2 separate regions of the Gasterosteus aculeatus genome follow, and region 1 is linked to region 2. The links are chromatin contacts, called in public Hi-C maps. All regions are on one chromosome and are shown on one strand. Each heading gives the region's core, a stretch centred on a gene start, on an enhancer-like site or on the middle of the called end of the contact. The rest is flanking DNA. Distances are from core to core; before and after follow the strand shown. Region 1 overlaps nfixb (nuclear factor I/Xb). Region 2 holds the start of gadd45gip1 (growth arrest and DNA-damage-inducible, gamma interacting protein 1).

Region 1 (3,206 bases), core at 51-2,550, 120 kb before region 2:
GCTGTGGGCCGAGCTCGAATGTTGTGTGAGAACAAAATTTGTTGTGTTTGTTTTTCGATTCCCCCCCCGCTCGTCTACACAACGTGTGCTGGGAGAAGCTGACCGTTCTCCTGTTCCCCGGCTCCTCCCGCGTCGCTGATGGTTCGGTGGTGTTTTGTGATTCTATTTAACTTCTTTGAAAGGAGAGAGCTGCTTTGCTGCCGTTTCCCCCCGTTGACCCTTCTTCATCCTGGCGTCCTCTTCCTCTCCCTCGTCCTTCCGTTCATCTTTTCCGTTGATCCGGGAAAAAACGTCTCGTCACTGCCGACAGGATAAATGAGTCCAGAGTTTCTCTAAAGAAAGCCGTGCTGCTGTGGTTTTTCCTGTGCCGCTTGGTTGTGTTTTTTGTGTCCGGGGGGGGGGGTCCTGGAATAGCGCTGGGGTTGGGCCGGTCGTTGGGTGGAGGACGACTGTTTTCTAAATCCGTTTGTAAAGAAAGAATTGTAGTTGTGGGTCTGTGCACAGATCTTGTCAGAGGAACCAAGACTGTAGAAGAAAAAAAGGGGGGGGGGGTCATGTTAGTATCAAAACTAGTAACTGCGTGGTACACCTGTCTAATAGCCCCTCCTCTTACTAAATGTTTATTTGTAAAAATAAAAACATTGACAATGAAAGCCAAGGCAGATGCTAAAAGAATCGTGATACCCCAAAGGTCACCTTTATACTCTTTATAGATCTATAATAATAATTCACCGTCCGAATCCTGCCTTCCATCCATTGAGCCCCCACTTTGAAGAACACCAATGCAATCCAACACTTGGTCCTGACACATCTGTACTCATCGCAGTGGTCGGTGGTGTCGTACTGGACTTGCTTGTATGAAGTAGGCTGCTTGGCCTGCGGGATACGGCGCCATGTGCTGGTACGCCAACATTCTACCAGTCGAGCCTCGGAAACTCCTCTGCGGCCTTTTGTTTGACCCCCTCTCCCCCTTTGCCCGGCCCTTATGCCTCCTGCCCCCCCTGGGCACTGTCCCAGCAGGCCTTGGGCATTGTAACTTCTCCCTTCTTGGTTGCTCGCGTTCTCTCTCCTGCACACACAATCCATCCGTCTCCCGTGAAACACTCCGACTAAATCCTTGGCAGCAGACAGTGACCACCCTCTTTTCTTTCCTGCCCCCCCCACCCCCCCGCCCCTCCCTCTCTGAAGTGCACCCCTCTCCTCAATTTCAAGATCAACTGGCTATGACATCATGTCTGGTTGCCCTGGGTGACGAGACGGCCGGGACGTGACTTCTGTTGGGGGCCGAAACTCTGTCCGCTTCGCTCCCTCCATCTCCACCCCACCATAGGTGTCTCGTTTCCAACCTCCTCCGGCTCGCAGGGCCTCACATCTGCCACCAGAGGGCACACGGAGCCAACTGATGTCAGCCGGGAGAGAACGAGAGCGAACGAGAGAGAGCGAGCGAGATCCTCGGCTGTCCCGTAGTCACCACATGCACACATGCTGACACGCTCTTTTGTCTGGTGATCTATCATTTCTTTTTATTGGCCCATCAATCTCTTTTGTGAGGCACATGCTAACTATTAATGCTGTGTGTTTTGGCTCTGCCTCCAAAAGTCAAACCAGACATTGTGTCCCACTCAGTGCTGAGCATCAGTGAGCGCATTCAGAAAAAAAGCACGGACTGGCAAAAAGTATGTAGATGCTCCGTATTGTTTTGGTGTGTTTTTCTTGGTTTGGATGGAGGTGACCATGGTGATATTTAAGCCTCTGCGAAAGGCCTCGTCGTCTAAACGCCGGAGGTCGACCTCGCTGCGAGTCTCTCGCTGCTGACGGAGAGATCTGTCGCAAAGCTGGAAGAGCCTTTTTATTGGCTAAAAGCCGTTTCAGGTGGTCGTTCTTTCAGAGCGAGGCGTTCTGTGGTGACATCCTCGGGTGTCCGGGGGGTTCGCCTACTTTCGGCCACATGGGGCGTTGAGTCGTGTAGGACAGAGCGATCTACACGAGACACAACGAAGGTGACGGGATGAAGGTCGGGAGGGAAAGCAGTGCAGGGCAAGAAGACGACGAGGGGAGTGAAATAGCTTGAGAGGGAGAGAGCGAGGGCAATAACGTGTGGAGGAACGGGGGGGATCGACGGAGCGGTTTCAGATGGTTTCCATGTGTTCCGGAGCAGAGCTCGGGGCTGAGTTGGCTCAAGGTGGGTGTGGTCGGACGCTAATGAAAAAATTACCGGTGGTAACGGAGGGAAGATACAGAGAAGGCTGTGAGAGGGAGAAAGTGCAAGGCAGAGCGGGAGAAAGTTAATAATAGGGAGGCAGGGGAGGAGAGGGGAAAGCGGGGAGGGAGCCAGGAGAGGGAGAGAAAACGGGCAGCGAGGGAGACGGCCCTCGGGCGCAACATGTGCCGAGTAAACAAGGCGAGCACATATGGCAACGCGCGCACGGGGCCGAGAAATGCAGATGCACGAGTGCACGCGCCTGTGGGGCGGCGTGGAAGGAGAGGCGCAGGAAAACACGCCAGCCGGTTTTCAGGGGGCGAGGGAATTACAAATATGTTTCCACCAACGTCCGTCCGGTAAAGGAGTTTTTTCCCCCCCGCAGTTGGTCTGGGCTCCTACCTGCGTCTGCTGCGGGATGTTCAGAAAGTTGTTGTCCCGTGATCCGATGCCGACAAACCTGTTGGGAGCTGTGGCGCCTGGCGTGGAGTATGCTGGGGAGAGAGAAGAGGACCAAACTGAGGCGTTAGAAGACACGCGACAGCATCAAAGCAGTGGTTCATGGTTATTCATCTTTCTTACCAAAAGCGGGAGGAAACGCTCAGCTCTGCCGGCATGTCTGCACGGCAAAGACGACCACAGCTAGCGGCCGGTTAGCTTAGCCTGAACACTAGCCTAGCTCTTTCAGAAGCTAACAAAACCTGCTGCCCAACACCATCTCACAGATAAATACAAAATATTAAAAGTGTAAAAACCACACATATGTTCAAATGACATTCCGTGTTAATTTGACAGCCTGCAGATGGACAGCCGTTCAAGGCGTCTGCCCCCTTCTCCTAGTTTCTTTGCTAAACTAAGCTAAGCTAACAGGCCGCTGGCTGTAGTCTCATAATCATCCCACAGTTAAAAATGTCAAGCTAGTGCCCCAAACTTTATAAGTAGATGCAGATAAATCAAATTAGAACTAGAGACAAGTATTTCATTGAGGTCATCACAGCTCAACAGA
Region 2 (2,941 bases), core at 231-2,730:
TCATATCCAATACGATAGGTGGCGCTGTTTTCACTACAACTAGTTGTGATACAGCCATTTCCGCCACTACCAACAACAACAACATCAACATTACGAGAAAGATGGCGAGCGGAGAGCGAGGTGAAGCTACATCCCTCTACTATTTGTGCATGATGTTAATAGGAGCACAGCGAATGGCTGTGATAACGGAGAGAAGACGCCGTCGGGATCTCAAGCATGCGCAAAGACGCAAAGTCCAGTTCCTCATCCGATTCACCGTTACATGCCGCAATAGTCGCACTATCAACTGGATCGGATCGAGTTATCCAGGGGTGTTAATCGGATCGTAGTCGGACCGCACATAGTCGGACAAAGTTGTTGACATGAAACGGATAATTCGATTTCAGTTCGACTAAGCCAGTTATTCGAATCCATGTAACCACGCTGTGTGTGGTGGCCTGACAAACACCTAGAGCTCCAACCACACTGAGCCGTGGTGTCAGGACCCTTCCGGGGTGAGCACCTGGACCGTTGGGTGTGCCGTCCGCCGACGTGTGTTCTTGTTTTAGAGCAACCGGCAGCAAAGGCCACGGATCTGTGTGCAGGAGCTCATCACGTAGGTACCAATCAAACACATCTGTAAAAACAGATGCGATTTGATTCAGGTTGGCAGGTTACATACAACGTCCTTAAATGTGTATTAATGTGCCACCGGGCCCTCCCACTCACTCAGAAATAGACCTGTCATTCTGCCCCTTATCGTTGAACTCCTAACAAGACTGTTTGCCTGTGACTGACGTCGATATGATCCCTAAAGCCCCGGGCTTGGCACCAGAACGCTCCTAAGCCAAATTAAGCTGCTGTCATGCCCCCCCCCCCCCCCTCCCCACCCCCACCTTCAGCCTAGCGCTACCCCTGCCATGGGAACCCTAAATCTTTAATGACGACGGAGAGCTCGGCACGTTCCCACGGCACAAAAGCGATGACATCTGTCTCCGTAAGTGCTGCACTCCAGAGCGACCCCATTTGTTCCATCGCCGCCTCTTGAAAAGAAATCAAATATGAGAAAGTCGAGGGAGGGCCGCGACAAAAAAAAAAAAAGAGGAAGGAGGAGGAGAAGTCGAGGACGTTAAAAACAAAAGATCCTGTCTTTGAAAGAGAGGTTCACTTCCCTGTGCTCCTTAAGTGTTCCAAGGAGGTGTTAAAGGAGGCTTCTCGCAATGGTACCCCGGTTTCAGCACACCTGCTCACAGCTACCTCCAACCCCCCCACACCTTCTCCCCCTGTGTGCATATTCAAAGTTATATACATATATTATAGAGGCAAAAAGTAATGCATAGTGAACATCAAAATAATGTACAATTTCCTTAAGAATGTCTAATTTCCTTCTTATCTTGGTGCCAGTTGTATATATATATGTAGCAACTATATAGCAACTTTTTTGCTGGTTGTATTTGATGCAACATGAATAAGTAAACGTCTTCATCTTTGCCAGTCGGACAAAATGTAATACTTTAAACATTATTAGAACATGAATCCGTGGTAAACAGGCATTGTGGGAGCCACCTTCGTCACTCCGCCGGGTCCTTCCTGTGGAGGAACAAAGATGGCGGCGTCCATGCTGTGCAGGAGGACGGCTGCGTTATGCAGGACTTTAAAGGGAATTTCATGCTCAAAAACGGTGCTTTCTGCGGACTCTCCGCGCGGGCTTCCACCGCAGAGCGCGTCCTACAACCCCAGACCTCTACGGCTGAACCTCCACCGGCCCCACATCCCGGACAAGGACAGCGAGAAGACGCCCGAGTGGCAGAAGAGCAGCCGGTATGACAGGAAGCTATTCGGCCGCTACGGTTCCGCCTCGGGCATCGAGCCGGCCTCGCTGTGGCCCAGCCGCGCGGAGCTGGACAGGATGACCGCGGAGGAGAACGAGTGGCAGCCTCCGCTGGAGGTCATGCTGAAGAACGTCCAGGCCAGAGAGGAGGAGGAAACCCAGAGGCGGTTGGCGAAGTAAGTGATGCTAACGTCACTGCAGCTAACTTCAGTGAGTCAAGCCGTTTTGTTTGCTCCGAACTGCGAGCCGGCAGGAATATTTGCGGGCAGGATGGACGCAGGTTACTTCTCGGTATGTTCTACACACGAGGCTCAAACTGTGGCCCACAGGAAGAAGGTGAGACCGCAGAAACGGGGCGAGTATCTGTCCGCAACGCCGACCTCCATTGAGGTCACCTGACGCAGGAGCCATTTGGACTCCAGGCATTCAGAGGACTCCTGCAGCTTCTCTCTCGCGTCATGGGTTATATTTTAAATAAATAGTCATTAGAAATATGCAGCGTACCAGACTGTGATGGAGGAGCGGAGGATGGACTCGGTGGTGGTCTCCGCGGCCTCCGGAGGAACATCCTCTGCTGAGCCTTCTTGGTGATGGAGCTGACGTTGAGGTCCCTCACCCCTCCTGGGTGATGACGGCGCCCAGGAAGTAGAACGGGTGGGGGGGGGGGCGTTCTTCCTGAAATCCCTGCTGTCTTTTGAGCTCCAGTTTGTTGAGCCGGGTCACCAGGTGGTCACTCCTCCACCTGCAGGCGGGATCCTCAAAAACGGCTGATTTGAGTAATTATCGCACAATAGTTCTGGCCAACTATTTCTCTCTTGCATATACTTTGAATGTGACGGATGACCGGAGTAAACAGACTGGTTCTGCATTTGTGACATTAGTGGGAATAAAATACTAACTAATCGGGTGTGATTTGTGCATGGGGATGTTAAAATGGCTTTCATTCTGATGCAGTACAAAAAAAGCATTCATAATCGTGTTTTATGTAGTATGACTTTGATTTATATAAACTGCGTGACAGGGAGTGAATCCAGGCTTTTATAGTTCCTTCTGCGAGGACATTAACCCAATCAATTTCACTGCAGTCCACCTCGTAGCTGAGAGGACATCACTTTGCCGTATTAACATTTG

The links. Hi-C and Micro-C count contacts between places; a contact is called where the count stands out from the background.
Region 1: a Hi-C map of skeletal muscle shows a contact between it and region 2, with 2.6 times the contacts expected there. The contact joins the enhancer-like site here to the promoter of gadd45gip1 in region 2. A contact is called at or near these places in 2 of 6 Hi-C or Micro-C datasets (skeletal muscle and whole body).

The regions. Positions count from the first base shown.
Region 1 is chr11:3,984,120-3,987,325 of fGasAcu3.hap1.1, reverse strand. nfixb (nuclear factor I/Xb) reads right to left here. Exons shown (of 12, transcript XM_078084470.1): 11 at 2,603-2,694; 12 at 1-525. The coding sequence ends at 2,623. Among protein-coding and RNA genes, the nearest start is that of rad23aa, 15 kb to the left of the region's middle. Within about 2 kb of position 1,300, at least 1 of the 9 cell types and tissues checked has open chromatin away from gene starts, as enhancers often do.
Region 2 is chr11:3,863,460-3,866,400 of fGasAcu3.hap1.1, reverse strand. gadd45gip1 (growth arrest and DNA-damage-inducible, gamma interacting protein 1) reads left to right here and starts at 1,480. Exons shown (of 2, transcript XM_040190796.2): 1 at 1,480-1,986. The coding sequence starts at 1,586.